Regions from separate parts of the Mus musculus genome. Here regions 1, 2 and 4 are each linked to region 3. Evidence: chromatin contacts called from public HiChIP or PLAC-seq and promoter capture Hi-C data. All regions are on one chromosome and are shown on one strand. Each heading gives the region's core, a stretch centred on a gene start, on an enhancer-like site or on the middle of the called end of the contact. The rest is flanking DNA. Distances are from core to core; before and after follow the strand shown.

Region 1 (2,727 bases), core at 191-2,690, 840 kb before region 3:
CCTAAGACACCCCTGCCAAACTTGGAGTTCTTTCTTTTGACTCTGGCTAGCCATGGTCTGAAGGGCCTGAGATTTGTGTGGGTCGTCTGCTCTCACGGGCAGCAAGGGCAAGAGAACTGTGGTAGTTGGAACCTTTCCCAGGCCTGATTAACCTTGTATAATGTTTGAACAAAGTAACTGGAGTGAGCTAGCTGGGTGTCAGGCTTCTCCAAGAAGGCAAAACCCTCTGATCTTTCCGGAAATGAAGCTTAACGACTTGGTGAGCTTCTCTCTCCACGGTGGCACCTACTACCTACATCAATCAACAGAGGGCGCTGCTTACTGGCTTGCTCCTCATGGTTTGCTCAGCCTGCTGTCTTATAGAACCCAGGACCACCAGCCAGGGATGTCCTAAATCACTAATTAAGGAAACGCACAATGGGCTTGCCTACAGCCAGATCTTATGGAGGCAAGTTTTCAATCTAAGTGCATCCCTCTCAGATCACTCTGGCTTGTGTCAACTCGACATAAAACTAGCCAGTGCTCTGTGACAAAATCTGACAAAGCAGCAGGAGGAAACAATTTTGCCCCACAGAAATGTGCACATCTAACAAATTAGCTCAGAGAGCCATTGTGGCTGGGCGCCAACATGGCCATCGGCAGTCTTTGAGCATTCATGTCCCTCTCACATTACCCCCTCTCCTTTGGTTTGGGTCTTGTTGAATCTGGTGATGCCTGGTCTGGACCCCTCCCCCCACCCGTACCTGTCTCTCCCCAGTGTGCCCAGTAAGAGCGCCAGCTGCTAGCCACATTCAGGAAACCATGTCAAGATGATATTTTAAAGTTCTTGTATGAGTTTTAGGCGGCAGACATAGTCTTTCAAAGACTGTTTACGCTCCAGATGCCGACTTGGACGGAATCGACACCTGGCAAGTTGATGAGCTTACAGCTGTAACCACTAATGCATTGGAGTTGAATTCAGTGCTTGGCGAGGATGGGGAAACTGAACGACATTGTGATCTATGCAAAGCCAGGCTCCCTGTCCCTGTGGCTGCTCCGTGAACGCCACAGGGTCCTGTCTAGCGTGCACATGCATTTATCAATCAAGAATGTGCTGAAGAAGTTGCTCAAGCGCCGAGGGAAACCGGCTAGAAAACAGACCCGCGGCAATTATCAGACCCGCTGGGCTTGGTTTCATTTTGATGTGCAAGAAACGTGCCCAAGACGCACAAGGTTCAGTGTGCAGACCATGTGCCATCCAAAGAGAAGGGAACACTGCACGTATTCTACTGTGTCAGAAGCACGAGGCTGTCAACTGAACTCTCATCCGTGGTGCCTATCGCCCTGTTTGAGCTGAAAGAGGGCGCTGTAGGAAAACGCTGTTTGTTCTCTGAGCTCTGCTGTGGGAATGGCCGCTTGGGAACCAGCTCACATTGTGGTCCGTGCTCCAGCAGACTGCGGGCAGCAGCCTGGTGCCCGCTAACATGCAGTGAAGCCCCATGAGAACCTGGTCCCGTTCAGCATTGCCCTCCAGCTGCCCACGCGAATCCCAGCAACTGGTCACGCAGGGCATAAGATCGATGCTTATCTTGGCATTTGTTGTATGGGAAGGGATTGTACTAGAATCAAAAGCTTTTAATCCAGCCAATGGTTCCAATAAAAGCACTGAACCATTAAAAAAAAAAAAAAGCCTTAATTTCATGTGACATCATATCTTGAGAAAAGCGACTTAATTAGGAAAAATTCCTTTTCTGTACATGTTATGCGTGCTGACCAGGAGGTAATTGCAAAGCTAAATCGTTCAATGACCTGACAGTGTGTTTTCAGATCACCAGTGCAGTAAAGAAATATTCTCTAGTGACAGGATTGCAAATATTCTACACTTCTAAACCCGTGTTTATCTAGGGTGCGCATACTATCGATTTTTTTTTTGGTTATTCTTTAATTCTTTACCAGTTGCAATTTTTTACTTTGCATTGCATTGTGGGTAATTTATGTTGTTTTGACAGTTTGATTTTCTGCTATAATTTTCAATTCTGTACCCAGAGTTGTACAGACTACTGTTTAGACAAACGACATGGAAATATAGAGGTTATCTATGTAAAATGATTCATATTTCAAAATAGGGTCTTCTGTAAAAAAAAAAAAAGGCCACCACATTGCTATTAAATCACACTTTTTATATTACTTTTTTCCTTGACTGAGGTTTGTTGAATTTACTATTGTAACATATTTCCAAAAACACATTAGTTAAATGGGGTTGAAAATCATGCACGCATATTTTATGGAAAAAATGTGTAGGTATATTTTCAATTTTAAGCTATAAACTCTGGCTTTCCATGGATGATTAAAATATTCTGGCCCATTTAAAATGAACTACATAATAAAAGTGGTGTGCAATAATAATTTTACAATGCTTAATAATATAAAGTGCTTTATCTGAAAATGCCCTTTAAAAGGTTTTATGCATAATTCAAATACTTCTGTATAGAAAATGAGTGATGGGCAAATAAAGAACTGATAAAATAATTTAAAAATAGAGGCAGAGATTTCTGCCTTGTTACAGAACCAAGAAGCAGCAACGTGTTCAGATGTCTTTGGCTGTCAGTGACGGGCAGAGCCAGTGAGGGCAGTGTGCCACAGCAGAGATACATTAGGTCCAAACTTTCTAATGTAGGTTTTCTGACTTCAAAAACAGAGGGCACAAAGGGCTTCTGAAGTTTGTTGAATATACTCCTTATTGTCAGT
Region 2 (2,989 bases), core at 378-2,877, 560 kb before region 3:
TTTGAAATGTGTTGCCAATCCTATTCAGGTCACTTTGCTAAATTTTCCTTTCTTTCAAAATATTTTTAAAAATTCTTCCAGAGCTTTAGTAGTAAAAAGAAATGATTGAATAGATTGTACTACATCAAAAAGGACACTTATGAAAAATTTAATACCACAGGGAAATGGCTGCTGCCATTTCTTCATACATACAAAATTCAGACAGCATGATTACAAGCACATAAACTATAGCCAAAAAATTATGGGTTATCTAGAGGATAAGGAAAGCAGGCACAGGCATGAATATGAATTTTTTGAGTTAACATTTTTTTCCCACTTTTTTGTGGAGAGAAATGTTTTTGCACACTCTCTTACCTTAAGACCAGGTCCAATTCCACCTATTTCCAGTAGGGGTCACTGTGGTTCTTCAGTAGTTAAAAAATTTTTATTTATTTATTTATGTTTTTTTTTTTTTTTTTTTTCCAATTTGGCATCCCTGTTAGAAGGGGAGAAAAGCATTCTGTCATGGTTATTATTTTTAGCAAAGTTAAGGGAAATGTTAAAATGATAGCCTCCTTTTTTAAATACAAAGAACACTTCGCAGAGCAATTGAGCTTTTTCCAGCTTCTGCATCCCAGGCTGTAACTATCAGAAACATTTCTATCTTACACCGATGACCCAAATTTAATTTATTAGTGTGAAGTATTATCCCTATTCCATTTATTCTGCCATTAAGACAGAATTAAACTCGTTCTTTCCATGGTGTGACGGTGGCAGGCTACCTGTTTCCACTTGCAGACTAGTGCCCTTTTTCTTCCTTCCTTCCTTCTTCCTTTTTTTTTCCCCCAGAAGGTGGCTTCCCAGCAGTACAGAAATACAGCTTCCGAAAAAGTTCATTAATAATGAAGTATCAAAGTTAATTAATGGCACATGAGATATGCAGATGTAAGGACCATTTTCTAAGGTCAATGAAGGAGATCCAGAAAATTCAGACATTGTTGCATCTTGAAAAGAATTCCCCCTGGTGAATTCAGCAGGAATGTAGACTAGGTATTTGTTTGGGAAAAAAAAGATCAAATATTAAGAATTAGAAAGAGGAAATATAGTCTCCGAATATTAAGAAGACGCATGCTGAGTATAACATCCAAGTGCCGGAGCGATGTGACCATCAAAGTCCTGATTTCTCCTCCTGGATCTTTAACTTTATATCGCGGGGAACCAAGAAACCTTAAATATGATATTGCTTTGAAAAATCTCATCTTTTCCTCTCATCCCCTTTTTACTACTTGCAGCCTTGAAAAATGCTGTCCCGATCACCTTGCAAGATCATCTTCTATTTCACAGCCTGGGGCCCTTTGCTTCCTGACATATCCTTATTTCTATAGCATTTTGACTACATTCCCAGACGTTTCCCCACTCCCGCGGCCTCTCAATGCATTTCAAAATCGATTTTCTTGGGTATTTGTCGCAGACCTCACATTTAGCAGGATTAGGGGAGGTACCGGGGCAGGTGCTACAACCTAGAACTCCACCAGTCACCTTATAGTCAGGGCAAAAGTCTTTGAGACTATGCGTAAGTTGGGTCTCATCTGGGCTCAGGCACACAACTCCATTTCTCCAACTTTGCTGAAAACCACCAAGGTCTGGGCAGCAAGAGGCAGGCAGGGCTGACTGGAGAGGGACTCCACTGAGTTTAGAACCTTTACTCTCTCTGTTAGTTACACTTCCTGAAAGACCAGTCTCTGTTTCTAAAATGAGAAGAGTAATGGTTGCCTTGACACAGTTTTAACCATAAGTAAGTAACTAGGATTTTTCTTTTGTTTGGAAAGCTCCTTAAGTTTTTCTCTTCAAAGGATGGAGCCAGCGTTTTCTTCATAATCCAGAATCATCAGAAGTGATTTAAAAATATTTCCTCGGGGCTGTCTCTTATGTAGGTCATCTCTCCTTAAGTCCAGTGTTTCTGCATTTTAATATTCAAAGTGGGGTTTTAAGTTGGCAAAACTGGAATTCTAGCCCTGTTCTAACACTAACTTGCATGTGACTTTCATAATCCCAATTAAATTAATTTGGAGACCATTAGAATAAGGATCCTGATGATGGTACAGCATGTGGTTAGAGTAAAATAATAGCAGCAGTATCGGGTCACGTGATCGCCATGCCTCTGCCTCGAAGGTGCGTTTGATTGAGGAGTGAGCGGTTAAAGCGCAGGTCGTGGGTGTGCCCTGGTCTGTAGGAAGGCATCTGTGTTGTCAAGGAGCTCACCTTCCAGCACGATGGGAGAGGCACGATTCTCTGCTTTCCCTCAGAGACTGAGACACCATCGTAGCCCATGGCTGGCATGTGGGATGGGGTTGTTCTAGAGCGTATTATTAGGGAAAGCCTCTGTGACGAACTGGCGTTTGAAGATTTTGACGATGGAAAGAAAACAGCCAGGTAAAGACTGGATTGGGGAATGATATGGAGGAGGGAGCAAAGGCCCCAAAGGTGGACTGACTGTGTGAGGTTGAAGGAGCGGGCTGCTGGCAAAACTTCAGACTCAAACCATGATACACACCTTGATCAGGCTTTTCTTTACCCCTCATACTTGAGAGGACTCCTAAGCTCTGAATGTCTGCTGGAAGCACTTTGCCTGAGCCTTTCCCATCATGCTTATTTTCAGTGAAACTCAGTGTCCTTCTAAGTGCAAGCTCTCCGGATCTAGGCACTGACCTTCCTTTGAGAGACTAGCCTAGCCTAGTGCATTCCCTTTTCAGTAGGATAAGCAGGTTCGCCCAGAGGAGGTAGTGAGATAAACAACAAACATCAGGTGAAATTTTACTGGGACAGAGAGGAAAACAGAGGGCATCTGTCATTGCCATCAGAGGCAGCTTCCTGAAGCAGATGAAACAGATGCCATCCTTTGGAAATGCATCACTGGCTAACCAGCGCTCAGTTAGAGTCAGATCACTGGCCAACCAGGGCCCACTTAGAGTCAGAACACTGGCCAACCAGGGCACTTAGAGTCAGATCA
Region 3 (2,769 bases), core at 242-2,741:
TTATTAAACTCCCTTTTAAGAGAGCGTGTTGTTTGATGGTCAACAGCTTATAACTGATGAAACAATGTAGGTTGGGACACTGGATCAAAACCACGATTTCTTAAGCCGCCTGGCCAATATTGTCAGGACCTACGAGTGTTTAAGAGCTGAGAATGTCTGCTAGGCCTAAATTTCAGAATCTTTAAGTATGAAGTGATTTGATTTCTTTTAAACGGGACAACTTCTTTTTTTTTTAAGTGCAACTTTTGCTTTTTTGCTTATGGCTTAAACGCCCCCTCCAATTTTAACAAAATTAGGGGTTGGGAGAGAATAAAGAGAGCTGACATTTGTAAGGACTCGCATTTCCAAGTAAATTATATTTTCTTCCGTGTTCTATCCACACAGTTGGCAGTGACTTCGGGGTTTCTGGCTTCCCAGCTAAAATCCGCCAAACAGCACTCAGCGCAGGCTCTAAACTTGCCCAGATCTCGGTTGTGAAAACCTACTTCCTTTGCTTAATCTACCCGATCAGTCTTCGCACCCAACTTCTCACAGTAACCAAGACGCAGACGCATTTCAAAGTGGCCCGGGAGCGAGGCTGATGGTCTGCTAATGTGAAATTAAGCACTGCGGAGAGAAAAAGTCTGTGCGGCTTTGCTTGAGCAAGGGGGGTTATAAGAGAAAGGCGCGCCTGCAGTGACCGTCTAGGGACCCTAACTAACCCCTGAGAAGCTACAGTTGGGCCAGTTTCCTACATAAACTCAGAAGAAAACTTGCAAAATACAGTGTCTCGCAGACTGGCTCCCAATCGCAGGCGTCGGGTCTGCTGGCCTAGGAGTGGCGACTCAAGAACCCACCTGCGCGGATGCAGAGGGAGACTGAGTCCCCCCACAGGGCTCCGGTAGCGGCCTGGGCGCTGTATAGTGCGCTCTGAGCCCCGGGCCTAGGCGGACTCTTCTGGTCTCGCACCCCTGGCGGGCCGGTCTCCTTCACCCCACCGGAATGATACTGATACTCACAGCCGTGTGACCCAGGCCGGGAGAGGATCGGGAAGGCGAACCAGCCGCCGCCGGCTGCAGTCCAGCAGGTCCCCGAGGCAGTGGCAGGCGGCTGGACACGGGCGCTGCGCATCGTCGTCCAAGAGCTGCCCGGGAGCCCCGTGGCCTCCGCTTCCCGCCGGGCCCGCGCGCCCCAGCCCCGCGCACAGCAGCAGTCCCAGCGCCGCGGTGGCCGCTCGGAGTCCGGGAGCACCCATCGCCGCGCGCCCCGCCGCCTCCGGTTCGGCCCGGAGCTCTACAACCTCGCGCACCCCCAAAAGCACCGACTCCCAGACCGGGCTGGACACGCCGATCGCCGCCTCGTGCTCCTGGTGGCTCAGTCCCCGCACTGAAGGCCTCGCATGCCCCTGCACAGCGGGAGAGCCAGCAGCGGAGGACCGGCAGCCACGGTGAAGGCAGCCCGAGCGGCGTCCGAGAACGGGATGGCACGCCGAGAAACTTTTCCGCCTGCGGCGGGCGGCGGGGCGCGATGTCCCGGCGCGGCGGAACGGCGAGGCGGGGCGAGAAGGCGGGCGCGCGCCCATTGGCCCGCCTGGCACCCGCGGCCACGTGACAATAACAAGGCTCCAGCCCCGAGCCGGCGCCCGGGAGAAAGTGGAGCTGAGATTGTAGGAAATTCCGAGTTACATTTTCCAGCGTCTGCAGCCAGCAGTCTCCGCTATGTCCTGAGAACCATAGATCAGATGGAATGGGAGGGCAAGAGCGAGCCAGCGAAGGAGCGAGCCAGCGAAGGACTGAGCCGGCTGGTGCTCTGAGCTGCAGTTACTTAAGGGAAACTTTAGAGAGTACAGTTAAAGTAGTTGCAGTGTTCCAAGGCCTTTCAATTCCTAGCGAGAGAACTGTGTCGATTATTATATTGTTGGCGAATGAAACAGTGGCTTTCATAAAAAAAATTAATATCGGTGCCAGTGAGGTCTTTTATGCCCATAAATTGGACATATATAATGTATATGTATGCGTATTTGTATATGATGTATATGTATAGCCTGGCAACCCAGCACTGTATGGAAGAGGCAGGCAGACCTATGAGTTTCGGGCCGGCCAGGACAACACAGTGAGACCCTGTCTCAAACGTATGTGCACATGGATGGATGGCTAGATGGATGGACAAAGGACATGGTTTGGGATATGGGAGCTTGGTTTATAATAGATGGAGCTGGAGGGAATGATAATAAATTAATAAATAACTAAATAAATTAATAAACTAAATAATAAATTAATAAATCCAAGTTGGCAATCAGATTCCAAACAATAGTAGCTAAGAAGAATAAAAGCAACCACACTAATATATGCTAAGACCTTGAAAGAAAAAGCACACGTGCGCATGCACACACGAACGCACGCACAAACACACGTGCACATGCACACACATGCTTACACACACACACACACACACACACACACACACTTACCTTAGTCTACCTGCCTTTTGAATGATGACATTCTTGACTGAAAAGTCTACCAGACTTAAATAAGCTTATCTGTCTGTGGGGTATATTGAGGGAGGAGGTAGAACCAAAATACCAGGCACCCCTGAAGTCTGTCTGGATGTACTCAGCCTGTAACCTGGGTAGCAAGGTGTTGAAAATAATGGAGACCTCAGAGTTGATCTGCTAACACCTCAGGGAAAATAGGTCCCAAAGAGATACCTAACATTTTGTAGGGTGACATAAACTAATTTTAAGGCTCTGTTTCTGTAGGTTGTTGGCTGCATGGTATCTGCCCAAGCATG
Region 4 (2,933 bases), core at 88-2,587, 940 kb before region 3:
TGAATCTTTGATCCTCCTGTCTTTACCTCCCCAGGGCTGTTGTTACAGGCACATGTTGCCACTGTCTGCTTGTGTGGTGCTGGGCGTAGAACCCAGCACTTCATGTGTATCAATCAGGCAAGCGCTCTCTCAACTGAGTAACACCTTCAGCCTTCTTCTGTAGCTGGGCAAGTTCTATCTGCAAATTAGGGTTGATACTATTTTGCAAGGTTGTCATGAGGACTGGTAATAATGTACATATGTGGACCTTGATAAAAAGAATCTAATCTTTGGCTTATGGCTTTATTAGTCTGTAAGTGCAGGCGCTCATATTTGTATAATATTCCAAGCGAGTGATGCCTTCTGCTTCCCATTCAACTCTTGTTTACGGAGCACCGTGACCCCTAAGTGCTGTTCACAAGGCATTGCATGCCTATTTTTCTTGGACATTTGTCCTCGTTTTCTCCAACTCTACCATCCTGCCTGGCCCGTGGGAGCAGGTGTTTAGCAGTGTGAGCTGAGCTGAATAATTTAGTGAGGAAAGAAACACACACACACACACACACACACTACGTAAAAGCTGGAAGTCTGTCATGAGAGCACTAACACGGACAAAGTGCCTTAAACTGCAGATCTGGCAACATTAATTTTGAGTAAGTGTGCTGGTGGACTCTGATTATGGGAACTGAGGAAAAAGCCTTTTTTTTTTTTTTTTAAGATTTATATATAAATACATTGTAGCTGTCTTCATAAACACCAGAAGAGGGTGTCAAATTACAGATGGTTGTGAGTCACGATGTGGGTGCTGGGATTTGAACTCAGGACCTTCGGAAGAGCAGTCAGTGTTCTTAACCGCTGAGCCATCTTTCCAACCACCCCCTTCTTTTTAAAAGATTTATTTTATTATATGAGTACACTGTAGCTGTTTCCAGACACACAAGAGGGCATCAGATCCCATTACAGATGGTTGTGAGCCACCATGTGGTTACTGGGAATTGAACTCATGACCTTTGGACGAGCAGTCAGTGCTCTTATCCACTGAGCCATCTCTCCAGACCCAAGATGTGTGTATCTTATTTCTGAGCAAGAGGAGGGTTGATGAATGGGTCCCCAGGAGCCACATTTTGATGAGACCAACCAGTCTTTGAAATATCCAAGCGTTTCTGAAAACACTGCCTTTAATTCGGTGTGAGTGGGTAGCGGGAATAAGAGAAACAGCAGGTGAGGGAGTGGGAGGATGGTTGAGGTGCAGAAGGCAATATAGTGGCCAGCATCGGCGGTCGCGAGGCACCGCCCATCAGCCCCGCCCACCGACCACGCCTACCAAGCCCCGCCCACGAGCTGCACGCCGCGTCTCCTTCGTGCTGGCCCGCGGAGCGTGCGCCGGCGGCGGAAGCGGCTGTCCTAGGTCGAGCGGGCAGGAGGAGGCTTGCGGGCCTCATGGCAGGAGCTCCGGGCGGCGGCGAGCTCGGCCCTGCGGCTGGCGAGCCACTGCTGCAGCGACCCGACTCTGGCCAGGGCTCGCCTGAGCCGCCGGCCCACGGGAAGCCCCAGCAGGGCTTCCTCTCCAGCCTCTTCACCCGGGACCAGAGTTGTCCGCTCATGCTCCAGAAGACGCTGGATACCAGTAAGAGCCGCGACCTGGAGGCTGGGGTCGGGGTGGCACAGGACCCGGGGGGTGAGGAAGGGCCCGGACGTGCCCCCACTGATCCCGGACTGCACTGCAGCCCTAGGGCTGCGTGGGCGGGAGGGGGCGTGGGCCTCCGCCCCACTCGCGCTTCTGAAGGCCTGGGCTGGGAGTCTGCCCTCCTGGGTCACACTCACCAGTTTCTTATGTAAGTTTTGCAGCGGCACGGGCTCTAGGGTGCAGGTGAGAGCTGGAAAGAGCTCCATTCATTAATAAGGCAGCTCTACTTCTGGCTATGCACCCCTTCCCTGGGGTGGGGGTGGGGTGGGCGATTCTTTAACCTTCAGTCACTGCAGTAGGAACTGTGGAGAATGCTAGAATAGGAACTTTTGAAAACCCTCGTGTTTATGCACCTAAGTGCATTTTTCTAGGGAGAGTTCCTAGCTTCATCATAGTCTCTAAGAAGCCTGTGACATCTAAGAGGTTTATTATTGCCGCGGGTCACCCAGGCACACTGGCTCCCACTGAGCAATTTATCTCCAGTCCCGGGACACTGCCTTGCTCCTCTGCATCTGCAGATTGCCTGTCTACCTCAGATTTATTTAGGAAAGTAAGATTTAAATGTATTCGACCCTCCAAATAGTTACTATTTTATAGCAGAATTGGTCATAATTCAATCATCAACTGATCAAAGATTTTACTGTCTTCTTTTTAAAGCTTTTTTTTTTTTGATTTCTTTATTTTTGTGTGTGATTGTCTCGCCTGCATGTGTGTCTGCGCACTCTCTGCATTCCTGGTGTCCAGGACTGTGAGCTACTATGCAGGTGCTGGGGAACTCACCCTGGGTTCTCAGCGAGAGCAACAAGTGCTACTAACCACTGAGCCATCTTTTTAGCTCCCTTCCTCCCTCCCTCCTTTCCTCTCCCTCCTCAGAGGTGAGAACTGAACCTAAGACCTTGTGCTTACCAGGCAAGGCCCTACCACTGGGCTCAATCCCTAAGCCACCGTTCTTCTCTCTTACTGGCCATAGACTCACACATTTCTGCTTGCTAACCCTCATTGAAGAACTTTGGTGGGCAGGTCCCATTGGGCTGTGGTACTCAGAGCGAGGCATGGTGCTACCACAGAGAGCAGTGTAGGCGCTGCCTTCCTCCAGTCTAGGTTCTATGCTGGTTTGTTTTTCTAACCGTGGCCCAGGATGCCCATGTTCTCCTAACACGGGCCCTAATGCGAAGCGTTTAGTCACTTTAGCAAAACCAACTTTCGGTATAAAGATACATGGGGGCGCCATTTTAGTGTTTGTATTTATGTTCTATTTCGTCATGAC

The links. Promoter capture Hi-C pulls out the DNA fragments that hold promoters and counts their contacts. HiChIP or PLAC-seq counts read pairs in DNA pulled down with a chosen protein or histone mark.
Region 1: a contact with region 3 is called in a promoter capture Hi-C map of hippocampal neurons, with 2.9 times the contacts expected there. The contact joins the enhancer-like site here to the promoter of Lrig3 in region 3. A contact is called at or near these places in 2 of 39 promoter capture datasets (hippocampal neurons and pre-B cells), 3 of 115 datasets of contacts at active chromatin or transcription factors (astrocytes, embryonic stem cells and stem cell-derived neural progenitor cells) and 1 of 9 other capture datasets (embryonic stem cells).
Region 2: a contact with region 3 is called in an H3K4me3 HiChIP or PLAC-seq map of microglia, with 5 times the contacts expected there. The contact joins the enhancer-like site here to the promoter of Lrig3 in region 3. A contact is called at or near these places in 1 of 39 promoter capture datasets (hippocampal neurons), 1 of 484 Hi-C or Micro-C datasets (LSK cells), 11 of 115 datasets of contacts at active chromatin or transcription factors (astrocytes, bone marrow-derived macrophages, craniofacial prominence and 7 more) and 3 of 9 other capture datasets (adipose tissue, embryonic stem cells and liver).
Region 4: a contact with region 3 is called in an H3K4me3 HiChIP or PLAC-seq map of craniofacial prominence, with 4 times the contacts expected there. The contact joins the promoter of Atp23 here to the promoter of Lrig3 in region 3. A contact is called at or near these places in 4 of 115 datasets of contacts at active chromatin or transcription factors (astrocytes, craniofacial prominence, embryonic forebrain and 1 more).

What each region holds. Positions count from the first base shown.
Region 1 is chr10:126,808,379-126,811,105 of GRCm38.p6, reverse strand. It overlaps the pseudogene Gm9111. Among named protein-coding and RNA genes, the nearest start is that of 4930484H19Rik, 16 kb to the right of the region's middle. Within about 2 kb of position 1,440, at least 47 of the 459 cell types and tissues checked have an H3K27ac peak or open chromatin away from gene starts, as enhancers often do. A contact at or near this core is called in hippocampal neurons, where this site is marked.
Region 2 is chr10:126,528,984-126,531,972 of GRCm38.p6, reverse strand. No RefSeq gene overlaps it. Among named protein-coding and RNA genes, the nearest start is that of Gm40797, 130 kb to the left of the region's middle. Within about 2 kb of position 1,627, at least 5 of the 459 cell types and tissues checked have an H3K27ac peak or open chromatin away from gene starts, as enhancers often do. A contact at or near this core is called in microglia, where this site is marked.
Region 3 is chr10:125,964,941-125,967,709 of GRCm38.p6, reverse strand. It overlaps Lrig3 (leucine-rich repeats and immunoglobulin-like domains 3), which reads right to left and starts at 1,491. Exons shown (of 19, transcript NM_177152.5): 1 at 999-1,491. The coding sequence starts at 1,234.
Region 4 is chr10:126,899,775-126,902,707 of GRCm38.p6, reverse strand. It overlaps Atp23 (ATP23 metallopeptidase and ATP synthase assembly factor homolog), which reads left to right and starts at 1,337. Exons shown (of 6, transcript NM_001159559.1): 1 at 1,337-1,606. The coding sequence starts at 1,420.